Linked DNA regions of Sus scrofa: regions 2 and 3 are each linked to region 1. A link is a contact called in public targeted proximity ligation data. All regions are on one chromosome and are shown on one strand. The core of a region is the stretch at or near the end of the contact, and the rest is flanking DNA. Distances in the headings are between cores, read along the strand shown. Region 1 overlaps CPQ (carboxypeptidase Q). Region 2 overlaps SDC2 (syndecan 2). Region 3 has its middle 96 kb from the start of CPQ.

Region 1 (3,755 bases), core at 737-3,236:
CTGAAAAACCTTGTGAATTATATGTTATATTAATTTGCACGCTTTTTCTCGTTCTTGAGAAACTGGCCAACCCCCACAGTCTTTTGTCCATGGGGCAGATGGCTCTGAAACTTTGATCTTTGCAAGCCAGTTTGCCAGATGTAGTGGACAGAACATGTGTGACCTTTTTGTGGGTCAGTGCAGCCTGGCTGATCGGAAACCATACGTTCATCTTGAATGATTTTTATTTCCAGGGATTACAGCAGAAGTTCTGGTGGTGACCTCTTTCGATGAACTGCAGAGAAGGGCCCCAGAAGCAAGAGGGAAGATTGTCGTTTATAATCAACCTTACAGCAACTACTCGAGAACAGTGCAGTACCGCGTCCAGGGGGCTGTGGAGGCTGCCAAGGTGGGGGCTTTGGCATCCCTCATTCGATCAGTGGCTTCCTTCTCCATCTACAGGTTGGTCGTTATGTTTCTTTGAAATGCTTTCAAAACCCCAGGTTTTCTATGAAAGAGAAGCTCCTAGGAAATGAAAACAAACCAGTCAAATGAAAATACTGACGGTTCATGGAATTTTCCCCTATCCCATATTTGGTCATTTGTTTGTCATGTCTTCATTGCCCCTTTCAGGATTCCAAGCATCACTTGCGCATTCCTTTAAAAAGTTTTCCACATCCACGATGATGCCATAACATTCCTTCTATAACCAATATATTTTATGTATTTGCACTGGAGGGAGAACTGAATTCATGTCTGCATTTCATCAAAGATTCCGAATGACCTCAGAGGAAGCCAGGCTTTTTTTTTTTTTTCCATTTTCACTAGAGAAGTGAAATAAAAATAAAGTGGGTAACCTGATGGGGGCCATCTATCGTGTAGTGGAAAGAGTTGGGAAAGCAGAGCACCTTGGATATAGACCTGGTTCTGCTTCTGAAGAACTATTAGGCCTTGAGAGTGTTCTTATTTTTTTAATTGAAGTGTAGTTTCAGGTGTACAGCGTGATGATTCAGTATTTTTGCAGATTATACTCCCCAAGTTATTATGAGATAATGGCGATAATTCCCTCTGCTGAACAATGTATTATTGTTCCTTATTTAGTTTATACATAGTAGTTTGTACCTGTTAATCCCTTACCCCCTTAGGAATGTTCTTAAAACTCTTTGGGCCTCACTCTTCTCCTCTATTAATCAGTGATGATGAACACTCATTTACCAAATGATTTTATCTATAAAGGTCTATGTAAACGTTTGGTGGTATTTTCTGAGGGTCACGTCGTAAGTTTTGTCTTTTTCTTTGTAGTTCTGATTGGGGTCATTGCAAAGCACTTTATCGACTTTCAGTCTTAAGAGGAAATTTGGCATTGCAGTGGGTAAACAGTCTAAAAATTGACCTGAAGACATTGGGCCGAGTTTAGTAGCTACATCACCTATCAAGGATAAACATCGATGAAAGAAGTGCCATTTTAGTGTTATAGCCTGGTCTCTGTAAGATTAGAAAAACATGCATAAATAACTGCAAATAGCATTTATTTGGATCTCAAACCTAGATCTTTAGATTTTTGTGTAAAGGAATGTCTTGTTATTTTGCACATGTGCTCTTCGGAGCTGGAGACACAGTTGCCTGACCTTAATTAATTATCACCCTACACCTTTGAAAAGAAAATAACTGAGGAGACATCAGCGACTAGGAAACCCAGGTAGAAAGCTTTCCAAAAGGGCAGAGAAAAGGAAAGGAAGTTTTTCTTTCACGGGGATAAGTTATCTTCCTGGGGAGGAAGATGGGGCTTGTTAAAGCCACTTGTTAAAAAGTTCTGTGAGAGAAAACCTAGTTACAGTGATGTCATAGGGCTAAAAATAATGCTCTTTGTAGAGTCTTTAAAGGTTTGGTGACTAGTAAAATAGCAATTTGACCATATTCTTTTGGATGGTTAATCATCCCAGGAGGGAAGTCCTGAAATAGCTAGCTTACTTCCCAGAATCCCTCAGTTACCCCTTAGAATAACATACTCAGCAACTTGTGGTCATTCACCATGATTTCACTGGTCATGAGGCCTAAATTATGGAGCCAGTCTGTTGCTTTGTGAAACTAGGTGATTGCCAGAAACATTTATTTAAGAACTACTACTCATAAGACTAATAAATTCCCAGATGACTTAATGCACAGCAATCTGCCAGGGTTCATTGGCATTTTTTTTTTTTTTCCTGGTGTAATGAGGACATCTGGAAACCGAGGCTGTAACCTAGGAGCACCAGAAGAATTTTATCCAGCCTCTAAGATTTGGGGTTGGCAACATATAATGTGTATTCAAACGCCGTTTTTCTTAATATTTCTAGATCCGGACTGGTTCTAATTTTTTCATTGATTTTATAGCCAGACATGTTTCAGTGGACTCTTTTTTTTTGTTTATATATTACTCCCTGAATTTATTACATTTATAGTTGTACAATGATCATCATAACCCAATTTTATAGCATATCTATCCCTAACCCCCAGCACATCCCCCCACCCCCCAACCTGTCTCCTTTGGAAACAAAGTCTGTGAGTCAGTATCTGTTCTGCAAAGAAGTTCATTGTGTTCTTTTTTCTTTTTGTCTTTTTCGGGCCAAACTGGAGGCATATGGAGGTTCCCAGGATAGGGGTTCAATCAGAGCTGTAGCCGCCGGGCTACTCCAGAGCCACAGCAATGCTGAATCTGAGCTGCATCTTCAACCTACACCACAGCTCATGGCAATGCCAGATCCTTAACCCACTGAGCGAGGCCAGGGATCGAACCCACAACCACATGGTTCCTAGTCGGATTCATTTCCGCTGCGCCATGGCAGGAACTCCTCTGCAGACCATTTTAACCTGGCTCTTCCCAGTACTAAATGGAAATTGTTAAGGTCACAAATAGCTGCCTAGCTGTCAAATATAATGGACATTTTTCAGGCCATCATCTTTAACTCTCTGAAGCATTTCTTACTATTGACTACTTTCTTCTTTCTTTCTTTCTTTCTTTCTCTTTCTTTCTTTCTTTCTTTCTTTCTTTCTTTCTTTCTCTTTCTTTCTTTCTTTCTTTCTTCCTTCCTTCCTTCCTTCCTTCCTTCCTAATTGAGCTCATTCTTTCACCTCTCCCCTGCATTTTCTCAGTGAAGAGAATGCCATCTGTTCTGCACTCTGAGTTAGATGATCCTTGATTACTTTTTTCTTGCCCCTTATCCATCATTTTTAATGGTTATTACATCTCCCAGCTTCTGCTCTGTATAAGTCATTTCAGCAAATACACATTGAGCAACTCCATTTCCCAACATCACTCCACGTTCTTCTAGTCAGGGGTCACTAAGACTTTCCTAGTGCACCCCATTTCCTCAAAGTTCCATGACTTTGCAAATGCTTCTTCCTCCGCAACTTTTCGATCCCCTTCTTCACTATTTCACACTATCCTTCAGTTTATCTGAAGTGTTTCTTCTTCTGGGGAGCCTTCCCTGATATCCAACTCTAGCCCAGGTGAGCTATCTCTTTTGGGTAGCTCATGTCAGCTGGTGTATATTCTGCATCAAAGTCTTGGAGGTAGTTTGGGTGCCTGCTTTGGTGGGGGTAGACTAACTGTTGTAACAAACAACTTAGCCACTTAACACAACAGGAATCTCTTTCTTACTCACATAATGATTCTAGGAGGGTGCTCCGCAGGTAGCCGTCTGCTCCTTTCCATCCTGTGGCTCCATCACCTCTAAGAAATCAGAGTCTTCTGCGGGGTCCTCTGCATCCATTTGGCTAATCAGGAGCTGGGGAGA
Region 2 (3,755 bases), core at 619-3,118, 220 kb before region 1:
TTTGGGCCACTTCCATGGCATATGGAGGTTCCCAGGCTAGGGGTCTAATCGGAGCTGTAGCCGCTGGCCTACACCGGAGCCACAGCAACTCAGGATCCGAGCCACGTCTGCGACCTACACCACAGCTCATGGCAACACCGGATCCTTAACCCACTGAGCAAGCCCAGGGATCGAACCCAAAACCTCATGGTTCCCAGTCAGATTCATCAACCACTGAACCACAACGGGAACTCCTTCCCCGCTTTATATAAACCAGGAGCCAAGAGTCGCTCATGAGATGGGGAACAAGACCCAGGAAATTTTGGAACCTGGAGTCTTGTGCTTAAATACCCATCTTCCTGGAGCTTTTGCCTTCCTTGCCTTAGATCAAATGGATTAGGTGTGGCCCAAGCACTGTGATGTGACAGTGTGGCGCTTTTCTCAAGTAGAAACTTTTTTTTTCCTGTTTGCCACTTACACACCCATATACTTCCATGGCACCGTCTTTAGATTCTGTGTCTAGGTATGTCCCTGTCTGTTTAACTGCAGTAACTGCTACATAGTCTTGTGGATGTTTGGAAGCTGGTCCCTGGCCATGTCCATCGGTCTTGTGCTTTCTGTGCCTTGGGCCGCATCTACATGTTGGAAAAATACAACAGTTAGGAACAAAATCATCCGTGAGCCACCACCCTCACCATTTCACTCCTTTATCTTCCATCCTCCTCGGATGGAAGCGCTCGGCCAAACGGTGTGAAATCGTAGGCGTTGTGAGGTTAGAAAATATGAAAACAAGATTATCCTTTTTAAATAGAGTGTGTTGTCTCAAGATTTTCCCCTGTTGTTGGGTGGTATGTGCTTTTTAATGACCGTGTTGAGAAAATTAGCATATCATACCTCATTGGCATAGCTACTGTCCCTCTCTAGTTGCAGTTAGGTTGTCTCAGGGATTTTGCTTTTTTTTTTTTTTTTTTTTTTAACTTTGCCTTCTTTTTAGAATATTTCCTTAGGATAATTCGTAAGAGTAGACGTATCGGGCCAGATGGTACAAAAGATTTCATATCTTCTTCAGACACATTGCCAGAGTCCTTGCCAAAGGGCTTGTGCCCATTTCTGTTAGTTGGCATTTTTGAAAGAGTCAGAGCTTCTCGTTAGAGGCCAGTATTAAAGAGTCTCATGTTCCTATCAACATTCAAACTCAGTGCTAGCCTAGACCTGAAATACAGACTTCGTTGGAAATTCCATCAACTAACTGCTGCTCGTGGCTGAGAGCAGGTTCATTCTCCCAACAGATGGAGGCTGGAGGGGTGGGGGCTGCCCTTGGACCTCAGGTCTTTCCCATTTTCCTGTCCCATAGGCTTCCTGTGGCACTCTGTCAGCTCCCATATAGAGTGGGGAATATATGCAGTTGTGCCTTGGGGCCTAAAATTGCAGCAGTTGAAAAGCCTTTAGAGGGAATTAGTAAATCTAAACCAGAGCCTCTTGGCTTCCTGTGCTTGACTTGGAGTCTGCTCCATTATGGTAGTTTTTAACAAAACACTTCTGAATGAGAAATAAATTCCAAATCTCTTTTTTTTTCCCCCTACTCCTGCCAAACGCCACCAGGAAACAGAATCTCATTATTTCAGTTAGAAGATATTAATACTGACCCTCTCCAGCACTTGGGACTTTTCAGGTTAGGCTCACACAGCTTCTATTTTTACTCTAGTCTAAACTGTGGTCATATGGATGGCAACATCAGTACTGGAATATTCTAGTATGGGAGGGAGAGAGGCAGCAGTGCTTCTAATAACATGGCTGCAAACCTCTTGCTTCCCTCTGTTTGAGATTCCAAAAAAGGAAGAAAGCACAACTGGGAGCACATCTGTAAGTCATGAACATTTTCCTTTTGTGTGTCATGCATATTCAACATAATCCCACTCAATGTCTCAGGCGTTGCTTTAATACACGTTGGCCTCATAGAGCTCTATTTTTGTTGCCAACGAATTTAACTCTAGACAGAGGTGGCTCCCTTCTCTCTCCATATCAAGAATCCGAACCCTTTACCACAAACAGAAGTAAGAATTTGGCGGGGGGGCGGTGTTCTGCTTTTTTTCCTCACCTCCCTACCTCCCTGTTGAGGTTGACGTCGGTATTCGTGAAGAGGAAGACTGGATTTTGTCTAACGTGAGCAGTAAACCAGTGTCATGAAGAGGGGGTTTTCTTGTTTTTTTTTTTTTTTTTTTTTTTTTTTGGTCTTTTGTCTTTTTGGAGCCGCACCTGCGGCATATGGAGGTTCCCAGGCTGGGGGTCTAATCCGAGCTGTAGCTGCCAGCCTATACCACAGCCACAGCCACACCAGATCCAAGTCATGTCTGCAGCCTACACCACAGCTCATGGCAACACTGGATCCTTAACCCACTGAGCGAGGCCAGGGATCGAACCCGCAACCTCATGGTTCCTAGTCAGATTCATTTCTGTTGCGCCACGACAGGAACTTCATTTTGTTTGTTTGTTTTTAATGTTGATCGAATTTTGTAATACAAACATGTCAGAATTCAAAAGTTAGGAAAGGGCCTAAAGTGAAAATTCTCCCCAGGTGAGATATGTTGCATTGAATTAGTTGTCCCTGTAATTTTTCAAGATTACAAAGCATAAACTATGTCAAGAATTTGGATGCAAGGTTTAGATTCTCTGCTTGGTTTGTTTGGTTAAGGGCTCTTCTTCATGAAACGTGGCTTACAGAAACCGAGGGCTTTGGAGAAGCTTGGCTTGGCTTATAGAAAGCGGGGTTGGTAGAATGATATGCCCATCATAGGATTGCTGGTAGAGGAGCATTTTCTCAATGAGTCTGTGTGGTCCACGCTGTTCACTGTTAAAGAGAAGTGGGGCTGGGGGCCTGCATCTTGCCTCTGCCGTGTTTCATAATGCTTGGGGGTGGAGGAGGGGGCATCATTCAGTTAAATAAACATACAGGCACTCCTAGGTCCTTCTGTATGAGCTGCCGGTTTAAACTGACCTGATAAACCACTTACTGAGCCAGGTACCCTTCTGAAAACTCCGTAGACAAACCCTGTAGGAACAAAAATAATTTCCAAGCACCAGCTACATCAACACGCCTACAGTGAGGCATCTTTTCTGAAAATCATAGTGATTTCTCCTGAATCATAAATATACATTGAGATGAGCCAAGTAATCCTTTGGCAAGATTTTTTTTTTTTTCCTTAACATGCTGATTATTAGGCTGAGCATTTTATTAGAGAAAGATTTTATGTGAGCTTTGTTGGCTAGGACAACTGCCTTGAATCATATTCAGTTCTTATTTTTGAACAGAGAGGAAAATTTCTACTGTTAAGTACACTAACTCAGTGTTACTTTTTAAAATGCTTTTTAGTCATTTAAATGTTCTCCAGAGACTAGCATTGGGCCTGGCTCATTGGAGGCATTCTTAATGAGTTGGTGGTTTCTTCTAAAGTCATACTTCTCTCTTTCTCTGGTCGTCATCCTCAGAGTATAAGGCTGCATTCCAGATTGCTCTTTTTTCTGTCTTTTCTAAGGCCGCTTCCACGGCACATGGAGGTTCCCAGGCTAGGGGTCTAATCGGAGCTGTAGCCACTGGCCTACACCACAGCCACAACGACTTGAGATCTGAGCCAAGTCTGTGACCTACACCACACTCACGGCAGCACTGGATCCTTAACCCACCTAGCAAGGCCCGGGATTGAACCCGCAACCTCATGGTTCCTAGTCGGATTCATTAACCACTGCGCCATGACAGGAACTCCCAGATTGCTCTGTTT
Region 3 (3,755 bases), core at 744-3,243, 140 kb before region 1:
TTATGCTTAAAAATTATAAAAGCAATAGTCGCTGAGAGAGTGAGAAAGGGCAGAATATATATATATATATTCTCTTATGGACTAAATTCATTTTTTCAGCATGCATGTGTGTGTGTGTATATGTGTATAGTCTATGTATATCCTACCCTTGTTGACAGATATAGAAATGCTCAATTACTGATCAATGTAATTGGTGTAGCAGTGAAGGTTTTGGACACATGATGTAGAAGCACAAAGGAAGAGAGGAAGGAAAGAAGGGAGAAGAGTCAGATTTAGATTATTCTTTAGAAAATGTGGCATGTATAAGGAAGTAAAACGCTCTGTGACCTTGAGCACATTTTCCAATTCTGCTAGCTTCAGTTTTCTCGTCTATAAAATAGGGCATTCATTGATATCAAGAACATCACAGGTTATTGTCAGGATTAAATAAAATGATCTTTGTGAACTGCTTACAGTGGCACCTGCCACACTGTAAATACTCAAGCAATGTTAGCTAATAATGAAATATTTATAACCTTTTGGACAGGGGAGATGTAAGCATTCCTGTGCGGTGAAGGGAAGGAGCCAAGGAGAGGGAGGAACGTTGGAGAGTTGGTGTGTGGCTGAACCACACTGACTCCATTTTGTCAGTTCCATCTTGGGCCCGCTGTCCTACCCCTCTTCCCTGTCTGCGTGACTGAGCTTTAGCTACTCATAAGGAATTTGCCCAAGCTGGATACATTTCCCATCAACTTCTACCCTTGCCTTTATCTAATGTGAAAACTGGAAGAATCCCTTATGCTGACCCAGATGGTTAGTGGTCATGAGGCCCCTGGGGGATGGGGGAGGAGGGAAGAATCCTCAGTCCCTATCAGTGTGGTTGGTAGTGCTTCTCACTTGGTAGTCAGATTGTATTTTTAGATCTGACCCCTTTAAATCCCCCTGTACCCCTTTCCATGGTGCAAAGTGCAGCTGCAAATGCCTCTGGATCATCCATCCACCGGATCCTTCCAGCCTGTGTGTAGGTGACGCACAGTGAGCTTCATGATTGCACTTGATGGAATTGCCTGCTTCGTTTTTCAGTCTTGAAGGAGACTTCTCGGTTTGGAGGATATTATTCAACATCCCTGCCTCCCAACAGTTGGTTCAGTACGGATAGAGAATTTGGCTTTGGAAAGGAGCTTTCACTCTGATATGAGCTGAGAACTGTATAGATAAAGGGGTAGAAAAGTTCTGCGGTGAGGATGAAGAAAGCCAAGTCATCTCATGGTCATAATATTGTAGTGTCAGGTATGAAGAAGAGGAGAGCTCTAGCTGAGCGTGAGGGGAGTAGGGGTTGAGTCTGGGGCTTAAGGAGAGTGGAAAAACTTTGTGGCAGCTGCTATGGGGAATTTGATGGGGTCAGCTGAAGATAAATATAAAGGTTGCTGAGCAAGGCAAGGGACCCAGCTGAGATCAGACAGCCTTGGTTTAAAGTGGAGACATTGGCATGATTAGGTAAGTGTTGATGATGGTGTTATGGAGCCAGTACAGAGAAAATTCAGAATTAGTGTGGAAGAATTGGCAACTAGGTGAGGAGGAAAAGCAGAGGTCTTCTAAGGTGCTAATGAAAGCCTTGTTGGAATCGTCAACCAGCAAATGAGGTTATGAACCAGGATTCATCTGAAATGATGAGTTGGGGAGCTAAAAGTGCAGTCTGACTGGAGGTGAGGAAGTGTCTTTGTTCTGGCTGCTTTAACAAATTGCCACAGACTGGGTGGCTAATACACAGCAGACATTTACTTCTCACAGTTTAGAAGTCTGAGATCAGGGTACCAGCATGGTCAGGTTCTGGTGGGGACCCTCTGTTGGGTTGCAGACTGCTACCACATAGCAAAAAAGAAGGTGTCTCTTTTGTAAGGGCACTAATCCCCTTCATGAGAGCTCTGCCCTCATGACCTAATAACCTCCCAAACGCCCTCCCTTTTCATATGGCACCATCACATTATGGTTAGGATTTCAACATCTGCATTTTCACTTAGACCGCCAACATCAGTCCAGCTGCTAGTATGTGCCACACATGTGCTGAGTGGTGGGGATACAAGGAGGAAGAAAACGCAGTTCACTTTAAAAGCTCAAAAGCATTTATTGAGCTCTACTAGGTACTGAGCAGGTCATGCATATGACCTTGCACTTTCGCTTGAAAAGCTTTAAGACTGGTGACATAATCTGGATAATCTCACTTCAGGTTGTGGTAGACTTTAAAAGAGGTGCTAGGACCTCATAAAAGGGAACATTCAACACAACCTGTGAGAAGAGGAGCCAGGTCAGGAGAAGCATCATGAAAAAGGTTGTGCCTGAGTTGACTCAAAATAGTTGAAAGAGATTACGGTTCCCTGAGCCGTACAGTAGGACCTCATTGCTTATCCATTCTAAATGTAGTAGTATTCAATCTCTCGGGATAGAACATGATGGAGGATAGGTATGAGAAAAAGAACGTATATGTATGTACGACTGGGTCACTGTGCTGTACAGCAGAAATTGGCACAACGCTTTAAATCAACTCTACTTCAATAAAAAAATAAGTGATTAAAAGAAGAAGAAGAAAAGAAAAAAAATGGGAGTGAAGAAGGGCAGAAAGGGAGAAAAAAGGCAGAGCAAGCGGATTGCTTTGGCCAGAAAAGATGTCAGAGAGAGGGTGATCCTTGAGCTGTGTGATGTATGATACTATTGCTGAATGAGAGGAATAAAGGTGACCTGAATTAAAAGTGGCAAAATTTTTATCGGTAGGGACGGAAGGAAGAGATGGAAGAGAATGGAATGATGAGATTTAATGACTGATTGAATATGTGGCAGAATGGATAGGTGATTTTGTACTTTTGAGCCTGAATGATAGAGACAGTTATGTTTTCATTAACAGAAAGAGGGAAATCCTTTTTCTGGGTTAGAGAAGATTGGGGGGAAGATGCGTTTGGAGACTTTGAATCAGAACATCTGATTGTTAAGTGAAAGCAATCCAACTAAAATGAGATGAAACCAAAAGAAAAAAATCTATATCTTTTATAACTGGAAAGTTCAGAGATATCACTGGCTTTAGGCATGGCTGGATCCAGGGTACAAATGATATTATATAGGTCCATCTCTGTCTCTGTTGTTTCTGTCTCTTGGTTTAGCTTGTCCTGCTTAGTTTAATTTTGCAGAAAGGTTGTCAGCACACAGTAGGCAAAATGGGTTCCTATAGCTGTAGATTCGCATCCTAGCAGTCCCAGTGGAAACAGCTTTTTTTCTCTAATTTTACACATAAACACTTGATTTACCTTTTCTCAATTATAATTTTTAAAATGTAAATTATTGCAAATGTCAAATTTTCAATGTCATCTGGTCGAGTGACAGAAATACTCATTGTCTTCCAATAATTTTAAGTTAATGATATTTGTATTTTCCAAATTTATTTTAATTTTCACCAATCTAGGAAACTATTGCTAAACTTTTTAACATTTTCTATTAAGTTCCTTGAATTTTTACCCCTTCGTATATTTATGCCATGCTACTCGCCATCCCATTCATCGGATTTTTCTGTTAATTTTCACTAACCAGAAGATTCAAAAACATCCTCCCTTTTAAAAATTGCATTTGCATTGTCTTCATTTTCTGTTGCATTTATTGCACTTATTGCAATTAAAACTAGTTCAGCCAGCATTTATTAAGCACCTTTTTGATTCCAGACTGACATATGGAGGAAATCAGAATACATAGATATGTAAAACAGAACTTTTTTCAAGACAGTCGCAGTTTAG

The links.
Region 2: a targeted proximity ligation map of alveolar macrophages shows a contact between it and region 1. A contact is called at or near these places in 1 of 47 Hi-C or Micro-C datasets (fibroblasts) and 1 of 2 datasets of targeted methods (alveolar macrophages).
Region 3: a targeted proximity ligation map of alveolar macrophages shows a contact between it and region 1. A contact is called at or near these places in 2 of 47 Hi-C or Micro-C datasets (embryonic fibroblasts and fibroblasts) and 1 of 2 datasets of targeted methods (alveolar macrophages).

What each region holds. Positions count from the first base shown.
Region 1 is chr4:39,805,587-39,809,341 of Sscrofa11.1, reverse strand. CPQ (carboxypeptidase Q) reads left to right here. Exons shown (of 8, transcript NM_001243691.1): 2 at 234-441. Among named protein-coding and RNA genes, the nearest start is that of CPQ, 48 kb to the left of the region's middle.
Region 2 is chr4:40,026,769-40,030,523 of Sscrofa11.1, reverse strand. All of the region lies in intron 1 of SDC2 (syndecan 2), which reads left to right. Among named protein-coding and RNA genes, the nearest start is that of SDC2, 100 kb to the left of the region's middle.
Region 3 is chr4:39,950,454-39,954,208 of Sscrofa11.1, reverse strand. No RefSeq gene overlaps it. Among named protein-coding and RNA genes, the nearest start is that of CPQ, 96 kb to the right of the region's middle.